Linked DNA regions of Mus musculus: region 1 is linked to region 2. Evidence: chromatin contacts called from public HiChIP or PLAC-seq data. All regions are on one chromosome and are shown on one strand. Each heading gives the region's core, a stretch centred on a gene start, on an enhancer-like site or on the middle of the called end of the contact. The rest is flanking DNA. Distances are from core to core; before and after follow the strand shown.

Region 1 (6,394 bases), core at 2,583-5,082, 89 kb after region 2:
CTGATTCAAGGCAAATAAAGGTGAATCAGCGTAGTGACCTTAAATGAATCACTTCCCTCCTGATACTCTGCTATTCTATCTTTATCATGAAGACAATAGCTGTGCCTGGGTTTGTTGTAAGGATTCTGTGGAAGGTTTAACTGAGAATGGCTCCCATAGGCTCATATGTCTGAATGTTTGGCCCTTAACTAATGGAACTGTTTGGGAAGGAGTAGGATGTGAGGTCTTGTTAAAAGAAGTGTATCACTGTGTGGTAGGCTTCAAGGTTTGGAAAGCCCACCCTGTTCCCAGTTGGTTCTTTCTACCTTGTGATTGTGTCCCAAGATATAAGCTTCAGTGCTTAGTGTTTGAGTGGCATGCCTGCCTATCTGCTGCTACACTCCCTATCACAGTAGTCATGACTTACCCTCTAAAACCGTGAGTGCTCAATCAACTCTTTCTCCTATATGTTACCTTAGTTATGATGCCTCTTCAAAGCAATAGGAAAGTAACTGAGACAAATTCAAAGCTATGGCTTAGATGAAGAAGCAGTATGGGGTTGGGGTCTAGTAGACACACACATACACATACACACTGCATATTTTATATAAGAGGAACTTGCTAGTTCCCCTTTTGTGGCTATCTACCACTCTATCCTGACTCTCTTTATCCCTAAAACTTCCTTCACAGATTCCTGTTCCATCCAATGATGAAAGTTCCCCAAGCCTGGTTTGAACTCACAGAGATTCACTTGGCTTTAATCCCGAGTTCTGGGATTAAAGGTATGTTTCACCATATCTACCTTATAGGTCCTTATTTCAACGCAAGGATATATGAAGACGCCTTATGAAAATCCATTAGTTTACAGGCTAATTAAAATATATTTTAAAAGGAGTTTGAAAGAAATGCCTTTTCTGGATGGACAATACTGCTCCCAAAAGGTATAGATTATTAAATACAAATCTCAGTACCAGGCATGGGATACACCCTACAAGTTATTGGTTAGGGAAGCCCCAGAGGCATCCAGAAGAACACAAGTGCTTGCCGTCACTCTTGGTTGTTCACCATAACTATACTGTAAAACCATGTTAACTGTTATATATCTATATTATAAGACTAAATTACTTAAGACATATTCTCTTTGCATGCAGGACATAAAGAAATCAACCTTGAACTGATCAGGAAGCTGGTTCCCTGCTGACTAGTTCACATAGTGTCAAAAGGCACTATACATGCTGCAGGGGAAGAGAAGTGTGGTTTTAACTAGCACTAGACCCTGCATGCTACACAATACCAACCTCCCCAGAAGCTGTAGCTACTGGTGCAGCAGCAACATTGATGGTAATGGGGGTAACTAGCCACTTCACGAGAAGCTCTGAGCCAGAACTCACCAGCTAAGTGCTCCTAGATTCCTGAGGTTGCAACAGATGCCAGTAGGGAGGCCATTTCTGAAGTGCAGTTATGATGATGGTAGCTCAGGGCAGTGATAACCACAGTGAGATTATGGTTCCTTTCTTTCAGGTAGAGCCAATGGCACTTTCTGAGGGACTGGATATAGGGTATAAGAGGATAAAAACCAAGGCTGACTCCAAGGTTTTTGGCTCAGTTAAGTGAGATTCAATTTAATTAACTTAAATAGGAAGGTGATGGTTCTTGGAAAAAAGCAACTTGGTGCATAAGAGTATGGATTCAGTTTGGGAAATACTGAATGTGAAAATGTCTACAATCTTTCCACACAGAAATATTTATTGGTTTGTTGCTTATTTGCATTTGTTTTAGGAGTTGTGCAGGCTTTTTGCTTTGTTTTGTTTTATTGAGACTGGGTCTTACTGAGTAGTTTAGACTGGCTTTAAGCTCACTATAGCCCAGGATGACTTCAAACTCCATCACCCTCCTACCTTAGCCTTCTGAGTGTTCAGACTATACCATGTACCAGCACTCCAGGCTGTCAGTGGCCTGCTGGGCCTGCTGGGCTTGCTGGGCTAGCTGAGATGAATGACAGTGAGGGGAGATAAGACCATGGACTGACTCTGAGGGCAGTCCCACAATTCAGCCATGCAGCAGCACAAGCTTGTGAGAAGAATCAAACAGTGATGTTGTGGGAAAGAGAGGACGGGTTGTGCTGTAGAAACCATACTAAGAAAAACTGCGGCACCTTGGCACATCCATGTAATTCCAACTCTTGGGAGTCTAGGGGAGGTTCATGAGTTTGAGGCCAATTTGGCCTCTGAGGGCGACTATCTCAAAAGGAAAAAAGTGAGGAAAAGGACTTTCCAAGCACCATATAGGAAAAATCTAAATGGAGAAGGGTTGGCCAACTCAATTTTCCCTGCCTCTTTTCTTGATATCTGGATCATTCCATATGACAAACAGTCTGGAGAAGGTTATAGGAATAACACCATGGTCTGTTATGTCTGAAAGAAGAGCTAGCTGAAGGAAGGAAAGATCAGGGCCCACAAAGGGATAATACAGAAAACAATACCAGACAAATGAATGAGATGTGTCCAAGCAGGAAGCTATAACACTTTAGGTGTATAAGTTCAGGGCACCATGATGGAGGATCAAGATGAAGAGGTAAATAGGTCCAGTCTTAATAGCATACAAGGAATTTGGACTTTACCCTACATGCCACTATAAGAACCACTAAAGGACTATAAGCAAGAAAGCAAGACAATCATGTCTCTTTTTCAAAGAGACTATTCTGATAAATGTAAATTTAACTGGGAAGCAGAAAGAGGATGATGGGAAGGCAGGTAAGAGGGCAGTTGCAGCATCAAGCCAAAAGGGTATCAGCTTATCTAAGGCAACAAAAGCTAGACTAAAGAACAGACTCCATGGTGGTTGGTGAGTCATAATTGGAAATGAAAACCAAGAAGAAAGCAGCAATGCAGGTGAAACCTCAGTTTCTGGTTTAGGGAACCGATGGATGATGGTTTAATCTACCAAGGCAAAGAATACAAATAAAGAACGGGTTTAAAGAAAGAAGTAACTAATTCATGTGGAGCATGCATTAGAGGCACTGATACCTACCAGTAAGATAGATATCCATGTGGAAATATCAAGGATGCAGAAAAAAAGCATGGGTCTATATGACATGGTGCTCTAAAACTAGCTCTCAGTGGTTTACAGTGCTGTTGGGACTAGGCTCTCAATGAGACAACCCAGAGGAAGGGAAAATAAATAAGATCTTGGATCTGATCCTGGGTACCATGAACATTCCTGACACAAGGTTTTTTGGTTGTTGTTTTTTTGTTTGTTTGTTTGTTTGTTTTTGTTTTTTAAAAAAAGGAGACCCATCCAGAGAAAACAAGGAAACCCCCTGTAGATGCATGTAACAGGAGAGCAGTTTTCAGGTTGCTCCTGAGTCTCCCCAGGTCTACCCAGTGCTTCTGACATAAACTCAAGCTTAGGAAGAGCAGCAGTGGGTAGCTTTTTAATGTCAAGTAATGCTCTAGAATGCTGCAACTAGACTACAGCTACGGCTACATTTAGGATACTGAGTCAGATCAATGTCAAATATCAAACTTCTTAGCTAGTATATCACACCAAGGAGATTATCTAAGTGTCCCGAGACATTCAAAGTACAGCAACGGGAGATGTTGATGTGTTGGCTATCCTTGTGTAATGTCTGAGAAGAGAGCTACAAAATCCCTATCTCTGTAAGGGCCCCCACCCAGAGAAAGCCAACAACGTGCAGTTGCCCAGGTTTTGGTGTAAAGGGCTGATTCCTAGCCAGAGGTTGCCAGCTGCAGAGGGCGGGGCTCTATTTTGGGCTGCCTGCTGTCGCTGAGCCTGTCCGAGTCTGGTTTGAGCAGCATGCAGCCCCAGTGACTCACACACCCATGCTAACCGCCTGTGGCTCAGTGGCATGGCCTCAGAAAGCCAACCTCAGGCCAGCTCCCTCCTCACCCTATTACACTGGGATAAATAAATAAAGAGCCCGCCAGCAGCCACACAGCCTGATAGCAACCAGATGGGGAAAGAAAGGCATGGGCAGGGCCAGGGAAAGGAACTCCTCCAACAGAACAGCTGTAAGGGGCTTCACCAGCCTGTGCTCATCCGTAACACAGTTATCCTGCCATGTGTAACAGTCCCCAATTCCTCAGCTTCTCTCCCACACTTAAAGATGCCTCTCAGCACTTTAGCCCCAGCCCCTGTTACGTCAGGCAGAAGCAGGTAGATCTCCAAGAGTTCAAGATCAAGCTGTTCTACATAGCAAATTTCCCCCTTAGTTGGGTCACTAGCAATTGGTGTCCATATGTTCTCTGAAAATGAAAAGTTAGAGGTTCTTTATCTTATTGTATTTTGTTTGTTTGAGACAGGGTCTCTATGTAGTCCTATCTGGCCTGGAACTTGCCATGAAGACCAGGTTGGCCTTGAATTTGCAGAGATCTGCCTGCTTCTTCTACCTCCTGAGTACTAGGGCTAACTAAAGGTGTGCACCTGGCTAAGTCAGAGTTTCTTAAGGGAAGAAGTAAAGCAAAAACATCAAATATGAGGAAGTACCCCTGTCTAATGGTTAAATATCTTCTCTAACTTTAGCATCCTAGAACTCTCTATGCCCTCCTGGCCCTGTACTGTATGTGTCCATGGCCTCTTGCCTAGCAGGATTTCCAATGGGAATAGAAGTAGCCCCAGGCACTGACCGCATGGCCCTCTGACACTGGCCTGGCCTCCTTGCCTGTTCATCCCAACTGTCTCCCTGGTTTGTTTATTTTCTATTCCATGTTGCTTATTTTGATGGCACATCCTTTCAATCCAGTCTTGGATGACCTCCTGACCCTTTTATGTCCTGTTTATAGGACCCCAGGCAAGCATAGTAACTGAAAAGATACTGTAGCTCTACAGTCCCAGTACAAACCTTTCAGTTCTAGCAGCTACATGAGACATTCTGAAGATAGTACAGGCGCCCTAGAGGTCCCAAGAATTCTCATTACCCAAGCTCCCCTCAACAGAGCATACAGACTTCAGCCACTTACTGCTGCAGCTCAGTTTCCTTATCTTCAAAATAGAAATCTGAGACTGGAGGGATAGCTCAGAGAGCAAAAGGCCACCAACCCTGATGGCCTTGATCCTCAGAACACACATGGTAGAAGAAGGCTGATTCCCACAAGTGCTCTGAACTACACTACAAACACACACACACCCCATACAGACACACAGATATACACATACCCCACACAAACAGGCACACACCCCATACAAATAGACACACACACACACCACAGACACACACACACCACACAGACACACACACACACATACACACACCAGACAGACAGACATACACCATACAGACAGACACACATACCCCCCCATACAAACAAACAGATACACACATACACCATACAGACATACACCCCATACAAACACAGACACACAGAGAGACACACACACACACACCATACAAACACACAGACACACATACCCCATACCAACAAACAGATACAGACACACACACACACACACACCACATTTTGTTTTACAGAGTCTTACTATGTAAGCTGCTTGGTACTCACTGACCAGGGTGGCCTAAAGCTCATGGTAATCTTCCTGCCTCAGCCTCCTTATGACTAGGATGTTATAGCCATGAGCCACACACCTAACTCAGGTGCTATGTTTTGGAACCAAGTGCTCTAATAATTCTGGTCCTCTGAGAGCTGAGTGGAACACAGCCAAGACTCACAAAGTTTAAAAAAAAAAGAAAAAGAAAAAGAAAAAGACTTGAAAGACAGGAAGCTGTAGCCTTCTGGTATTTTTTAATTTATTTGTTTTTTTTTTAACTCTCTGTGTGTGTGTGTGTGTGTGTGTGTGTGTGTGTGTGTGTGTGTGTGTGTGTCACAGGACAGTTTGCAGGAGTTGGTACTCTCCTACAATCATGTGAATCCTGGGTTTGAATGCAGATCATCAGGTGTGACAGCAAGTGCTTTTACCCACTGAGCCAACTATCTGATCTCTCTCTCTCTCTCTCTCTCTCTCTCTCTCTCTCTCTCTCTCTCTCTTTCTTTCTTAGATTTATTTATTTATTTATTTATTTAATGTATATGAATACACTGTAGCTGTCTTCACACATATCAGAAGAGGGCATCAGACACTTTCACACACAGATAGTTGTGAGCCAACAAGTGGTTGCTAGGATTTGAACTCAGGACCACTGGAAGAGCAGTCAGTGCTCTTAACTGCTGAGCCATCTCTCCAGCCCTTCTTATTTTTTTAACAATTAGTTCTCACTATGCAGCCAGAACTGGCTTTAAACCCATAACAATAATATAGCCCACACCTGCCTCCAACTCCTGATCCTCCTTACCTTAGCTTCCCAAGAACTGGAATCCCAGGAATGTGCTTACCTGGGCAGCTTTTATTTTCACACACACACACAGACACACACAGACACACACAGACACACACACACACA
Region 2 (6,571 bases), core at 3,002-5,501:
TGGGTATGATTTTAGGTACACACAGTTGGAAGGGTCAGGTTGTGGGTGGGGGTAGTAGGTAGGATCACCCTTGTGAAACCCGGGGGAATCAAAAATACCCCCCCAAAAAAGTCTAGTGTGCCAGTCTTTGAGTGCAACTACTATATAGTCCTATGTAGAGGGGGTGTGCAGTCGAGTGGGACCCACAGAACCATGTGAAGCATTTGTGAGTGGGTTAAGTGTAAGTGACAGGGACACTGGTGAGACTGGGGATGAGGGGCAAGGCTCCAGTGCCTGCCAGTTCTGATCAACAAGGCGGCCAATCTGGGAAAAATCCACTTTATTGAGTCCATTTACCTCCAAAATGTCCAGCTTTGGGGCTCTGGGGAGGAGATTGGGGACGCCTGCGCCCCTCTGGGAGGCCTGACCTGCATTTGCGTGGTAGATTCTGAAACTCTAGGCTTCTGGTCGGGCACTCTGATGTCTAGACACACTCTGGCCCCTAGCCCCATCATGCCTTGTTCTGCATGGGCCTGGATCGGGGACAGTGGTGCCTGCCAACCTGGCTTCCTTCATCTCTTCAACTTGTTCTGTCTTGCACTTCCTGTGGCAGTCTCTGGGCTGTGGACCACCAGGTCAGCACTCAGTGGTTCGGGAAATAGGCCCTGTCTCTCTAGGCTCCTGCCGGGACACTACCGGACATGGGAGGAGCAAGCAGTCCAAAGCAGCTGCAGGGAGCGCTGCCGCCGCCGCCGCCGCCGCCGCCTCGGAAATCCTCTTCCCTCGGGTCCCCGCCTCCATCCCCCGGAGGCCATCTTCTCCTTGGCCCTAGCGGGCTTTGCGCTGCCTGCCCACTCCCTGCGGCCCCGGCCCCGGGCCCAGCCCCCCGGCAGCAGCGGCTCACCAGACTTGACAGAGCAATGCACGTGGGCCTTGGACTCGTAATACACCCAGTCGAAGCCGGCCTCCACTGCTAAGCGCGCCAGCAGTCCATACTTATTTCGGTCACGGTCTGAGGTGGTGATATCCACCGCGCGGCCCTCATAGTGTAAAGACTCCTCTGAGTGATGGCCATCTTCATCCCAGCCTTCGGTCACCCGCAGTTTCACACCAGGCCACTGGTTCATGACAGAGATGGCCAGTGAGTTCAGACGGTCCTTGCAGCGCTGTGGAGGGGAACGAAGTTCGAAGTTAGGGAAAGGAAGCCACCCGGTGGGGAGCAGGTGACAGAAGATTCGACAGCACTCATGGGACTTGGAAAACTTGGAAGGACCTCTGCCCTTTTCCCTTAGGAGTAGAGGACTCTAAATGTGTTCTCCCAGTCTAGCAGCTTTGAGTCCCCAGGGACCTAGGCCACACAGTGGCGCCACGGATCTGGAGGACGCATGGAGTCATGAACTCTCAGGGGACTCTTCTCCAGTCTGTGGAGATCCACTTGGCTCCCTGTCACTTGCTTGGCGTTTGGATTCGCCACAAGGGTAGCTATGCTTTTCCAGGGCCCGGTTGCTCGGTTTTACCTAGGCATCAAGGTGGGTTGTCTGTCACGAGGGAGGAAATTTTAACAGCCTGCGGGCTGGCCTGCTGGGCATGCAAGGCCAAAGGTGCCCAGTAGGTGTCACCGCAGCCTCAGAGCTGAGGCCACCAGACACCGAGCCCTGCCAGTACGGCAGGTGCAGACCCAACAGCGGCCCGGATCTGGGGGTGGGGGTGAGGGTTGGTAGAAATTTCTAGTTCTTCTTAGATTCCGCCAGCAAGTGACACGAAACGTTCCCGTTGGAACCTTCTTTTGAACCCACACCTGCCTATGCTTAGCTGGAGACACCTCAGGCAGAGAGCCAGTCCCCCTCCTCTCTGACTTGGACACAGGGAGACCCCCTAGAAGGGACCTGTAAACTCTCCCACCTCCACCAGGGTGTAGTGTCCCTATTTAGGAAAGGATGGAGAAATAACCGAGCCTATGATCTCAAGAAACTGGCCCTGAATCCTTGGATCTTCCTTGAACAGCGACACCCTAGGGGGATCATCAGTGGCTGCCTATTCATGAATCCCTGTCCTTTGCCCAAGGGACCGTGCACTTGACTGAAGGAAGGGGGTGGAGTTTCCACCTACGAGGAAGGAGCCCTCCACTAGTCTTTAACACCTAGGTAAGGTGTGAGATCCCGCCAAGTATCTATCAACCTACCTCTGCCCCCACAGAGCCTAGGCCCTTACAGACCCTTGGACTTAACCTCAAGAGCCAACAGTGACTAAATCCATACTGTGCAGCCTGGCTTGAGGGTGCTCACTGCCCTCACCCCCACCGCCCGGGGGTGTAGCTCGGTTCTGGTAGCTCCTTCTAGATCCCTGTGATCGAGTTCTTAAACCTCACTAGCCAGCTGCCGCCTGACTCTTCCCCTCTACCCCCTCCTTCGGGTACAGAGCCTGGGCCCTCGCTGTCAATGATTGCCCAGCCTGTGGCCCGGATCCTTATCTGCATTCCTCGGCGCCCAGCCCGGCCCGGCCACCGGCCAACCTTCGGCCCCGACATCGGCCGGCCGGCCCCGGCGCCAGGGCGCATGCTGAAGGCCGTGGTTAAGCTGCTCTTCCTAAAGGCAGTCTTCTAACAGGGGAAGAGCCGATAGACCCTAGCGGAAAGGGGTGTGTATCTTTCCCAAGGCACACCAGACTTCGGAGAAAGAAGTGTGTGTCCTTGATGTCTGGTGGAGTTGGGTCCTGCTCCGTGCATGCAGAGATAAGTTAGTGTCAGCTCTGCTCCCTGCCTTCCTAGGCATCCCTACTCCTATTTCCAATCTTTCTTGTCCGTGCTACCAAGCTCAAGGATTCCCCAAGCTTGGTCTCAGAGCCTGAAGGCTCCAGCACCCCACCCTTTAACCGCAACCGCGCCGCTCAGCCCTCGCGACAGACACGTGGGCTCCCTCGGCTGGTTCCCTTTCCTACCTCTGTCTCCACATTCGACTTTCTTTCCCCTGCTATTCCTTAAGCCCAGAACCAGCCAAGTCGCTGCTCCAGGAGAGGGCAGCGCAGCTAACCAAGGGCACAAGGGAAGGGAAGGCCACGGGGTCCCCGGTGTCCTGAGCTTCTTCGCCTCAGGGATGCCAAACGGCTTCGTAATGACCAGGGCTGGGCTGTGAGAAATGTTAGGCCGAGAGGGATTTCGTGGTTCCCGGAGGCACAAGAGGCAGCCAGGTCCAGGTACCTTCAAGTTCCAGATTTGACCTGAGCTGCCAGCACTCGCGGGCAGAGGGGCCGCCCGCCAACCTGCGGGGCTTGGCAGCGGCAGAAAGCTCCTCTCAAAGACACCGGGCGGGATCCCGGATGCTAACACTCCCGCGGGGTTCCTTGGCCAGCCCATCTTGGGCAGAAAGACACCCGGGATTCACAAGAAGGGCAGGTGCCAGGGGGCGTGCCAGGCAGTCGAGAAAAAAGGTGCTAGAAGAGAGGATAGGGCCGGGCAGGTGGCGATGCTTCGATGGCGCGCTGGGAGGACCGATCGCGCTCACCTGGGTCATGAGGCGGTCGGCACCCGTGTTCTCCTCGTCCTTGAAGATGATGTCGGGATTGTAGTTGGGGGTGAGCTCTTTGAAGCGCTCAGAGCTGCGCGCGATCTTGCCTTCGTAGCGCCCGCTGGCGCCCAGGGTCTTCTCCGGCACGTTGGGGCTGAACTGCTTGTAGGCAAGAGGCACGAGCTTGCGAGGCGGCCTCCGGCGGCTGCCCACCACCCGGCCCGGCCCGCAGCCCCGCGCCGCCGGCACCAGAAGCAGCAGCAGCAGGAACAGACAGAACCGCAGTCGGGGCCGGAGCCAGGCGGGAGACATGGCCGGGTAGCCCGGGAGAGCAGCGGGCGAGGGCGCCTGGTGGGCTGATAGGTGGGCGCGTGGCTGGGACAGCTTCGGGGACTCAGGCGTCTGGGTGGCTCTTGGGGACTCCATGCGGGGGCGCCATGGGCAGCGCGACGCGGCTCAAGGCCGACGGGACTCAGGTGCGGGGCGGGGGCCCGGGGCCCTGGCTGGTGGCGGCGTGCTGTCCCCCTCGGCGCCTCGACTCTGAGCTGCCCGGCTCGCCGGCCGCCAATAAATAGGCCGGCCCGTTTGTTTTGGCAACGCGGCGACGGCGGGGGGCGGCGGGCGGCGGGGCTGAGGGCCGGCGGGCTGGGCTGGGCTGGCCCGGCCGGCGGACTGAAGGGACCCGCGGTTAGCACCCCGGCCCGGCGGTCAGGCGGCTCGGGCAGAGCGGGAGCTGCTGCCGTCTGCGGCGCAGCCCGGGGTCGAGTGAGAGGGGAAATGGAAGAGATCCGGGCTCGGGACCCGCGCAGACCGCACCCTATCCATGTCCCTGCCTCCTGCGCGCTCGACAGCGAACCTGCAGCAAGGGCAGCACAGCCTCCTCCCCCTCCGGCGGGCGGCCCCAAGGCTAGCCAGCCCTGTCCCGCGCGCTCCTCAGCCGCGCGTCCACCCGCCCGCTGCCCTTTGCGCCCCCTGCGCTGCCTGCGATTGTCCTCCTGACGGGCCTCACCCCACCCTGGTCTCTCCTTCCCGTTCCTTGCGGCTCCTGGGAGCCCCACCAGGCGCAAATCTCCTGGACAGGAGATGCCACCCCCACGGAGACCGCAACCCACGTCGCAGCCGGACGCAAGAGGGGGGTAGTGGCCGGACCGCACAACCGCCTACGGTGTCCCCTGCGGAGAAGCAAACCCGAAAGCTGGAGGTCATTCATAACCTGGTGCCCCACCCTGGCCCTGGCAACATTCCCTTTCTCAGCTTGGAGGAGCAGGGTTCTGTATTGACCTGGTGCACAGCTGGGGACCCTATACTGCCCAGTACAGAACTAGGGGATGCGGGTGGAGGCAATGTAGCCTTGTCAGGAGTCAAATAGGACTGGAAACACTGTTAAAAACAAGGGAGAAAGGCCATACAGAATAACAGCCTGAAGTGGGGACATCCACAGAGAGGGAAGAGCACTGAGCGTGCTGCATAAACAACAAACAAACAAACAAGCAAACAAACAAACGGATCCCAATCCACCTGCAGACGGGCACTGCCTGGGAATCACTCGCTCCTCCTCGTCCTACTTCAGAAGTGTTAGAAGCCACGGACTCTGCAGAGACTGCCCGGGAAGCGAATGAGGGTTGTGCACTTTAATAGAACATCCAGGAAGGCAGATGAATTATAATCTATACTGCCCAAACCAGAAGACGCAAGTGTGTTAACGGGCACAGATCACCACCACAATGTCAAATCTTGTGCTGTTTGCGACGGGTTCCACAAATTTAATAAAGTTATAATTAGAAAGCTCAATCTTCCTCCCTCACCCTCACCCTCAACCCCTTCCTTTCTTTACAGATGGAGTCTCTCACCTACGGAGTCCAGGCTAGCCTTGAGCTCTGGATTCTCTTGCTTCCATTTCCGGAGTGCTGGGATGGCAGGGGAGTAGTACCACCATGCTAGACATGCTAGAGAAATCATGATGCTACACACACACACACACACACACACACACACGTGCGCGTGCACCTTCCTCTACCAAAGGAAACCGTGATGATCTATATTTGAAGTTCAAGTCATTTGTTTTGCTCATGTATTTGAAAGAGGCTCTCAGGTAGCCAGGCTGATCCCTTGCCACAGAGTTGAGGATGGCCTTGAGCTACTGGCCTTCCTAACTCTGCTTCTCACGTGCAGGGTTTACGCGCACTTACAAGGTGCCACTACTGCCTTGCTCGGGATTCAGATCTCAAAGCACCATTGTGTCCTGAGAAAAAGATAGCTTTGGAGTATAGACATTCTCCAGCCTCTCACCTCTACCTCTTAGACAAAGTCTCACTATGTAGCCCTGGATGGCCTGGAATGATGTCTGCTAGGAACACAGGGATATTCCACCAAATGAAACTCCCAAGTCTTTGGGCTCAATTTCTAGATGTAGCCTAGCATGTAAAGTAATCTCAGGGTTATTTTTCAGAGCTTGCAATTGTAAAAAATTGGTAAAAGAAAAAAAACGAGAGAAATAATTGTTGGGCATGAAAGCATGTATTTCAGACATAAACAGGTACCTAGCATGTGTGAGGACCTGGGTTCAATCCTCAGTGTGCTTGTGTATGTGTGTGTGTGTATGTGTGCATGAACACACACACACAGAGCCACTGCCACTACCACCAGCAACCTATGCTCAGAGGAATAAAGAAGTAACTGTGGAAATTTTGCTATTTAGATAAAGCTCCTATTACAAATAGGAGGTTTGCAACAGGTAAACCTCCACAGGGTGCCTCTTGAAGTGCACACATCTTCAGTGCCTGCATCTAAGTGATCAGCCTGGCTGAGAAGGTTTGAGTATTAGAGAAGCCTAAACCCAGCTCAGGAGGCAGCGCTCTGCAGAGGCACACCTGATGCCCAGTGGCAGCTCCACTGCCTAAGGAGCCCTTATTTGACATGTGTCAGATCTTTAGAAACTGACATTCAAAAGGAGAGAATCACAGTTTGAAAGGGGACACAAGGCAAAGCATAAAGGTGGCCAGATATCAGAACCCTAAAACAGTCCTTTAAAAATGGTATTCTTTACGTTTCGTGAATGTATACAACAGCACGTGACCTAACTGCTCCCT

The links. HiChIP or PLAC-seq counts read pairs in DNA pulled down with a chosen protein or histone mark.
Region 1: an HNF4G HiChIP or PLAC-seq map of pancreatic cancer cells shows a contact between it and region 2. The contact joins the enhancer-like site here to the promoter of Ihh in region 2. A contact is called at or near these places in 19 of 39 promoter capture datasets (the 3T3-L1 cell line, 3T3-L1-derived adipocytes, the C10 cell line and 13 more), 8 of 15 datasets of contacts at CTCF or cohesin (CD8 T cells, the NIH/3T3 cell line, embryonic stem cells and 3 more), 20 of 484 Hi-C or Micro-C datasets (Sertoli cells, cardiomyocytes, cerebral cortex and 9 more), 20 of 115 datasets of contacts at active chromatin or transcription factors (craniofacial prominence, embryonic basal ganglia, embryonic forebrain and 10 more) and 3 of 9 other capture datasets (adipose tissue, liver and pancreatic islet).

What each region holds. Positions count from the first base shown.
Region 1 is chr1:75,036,764-75,043,157 of GRCm38.p6, forward strand. All of the region lies in intron 6 of Nhej1 (non-homologous end joining factor 1), which reads right to left. Among named protein-coding and RNA genes, the nearest start is that of Nhej1, 85 kb to the right of the region's middle. Within about 2 kb of position 3,833, at least 42 of the 459 cell types and tissues checked have an H3K27ac peak or open chromatin away from gene starts, as enhancers often do. A contact at or near this core is called in the SN4741 cell line, craniofacial prominence, pancreatic cancer cells and 1 more, where this site is marked.
Region 2 is chr1:74,947,421-74,953,991 of GRCm38.p6, forward strand. Ihh (Indian hedgehog) reads right to left here and starts at 4,252. Exons shown (of 3, transcript NM_010544.3): 1 at 3,480-4,252; 2 at 884-1,145. The coding sequence starts at 3,794.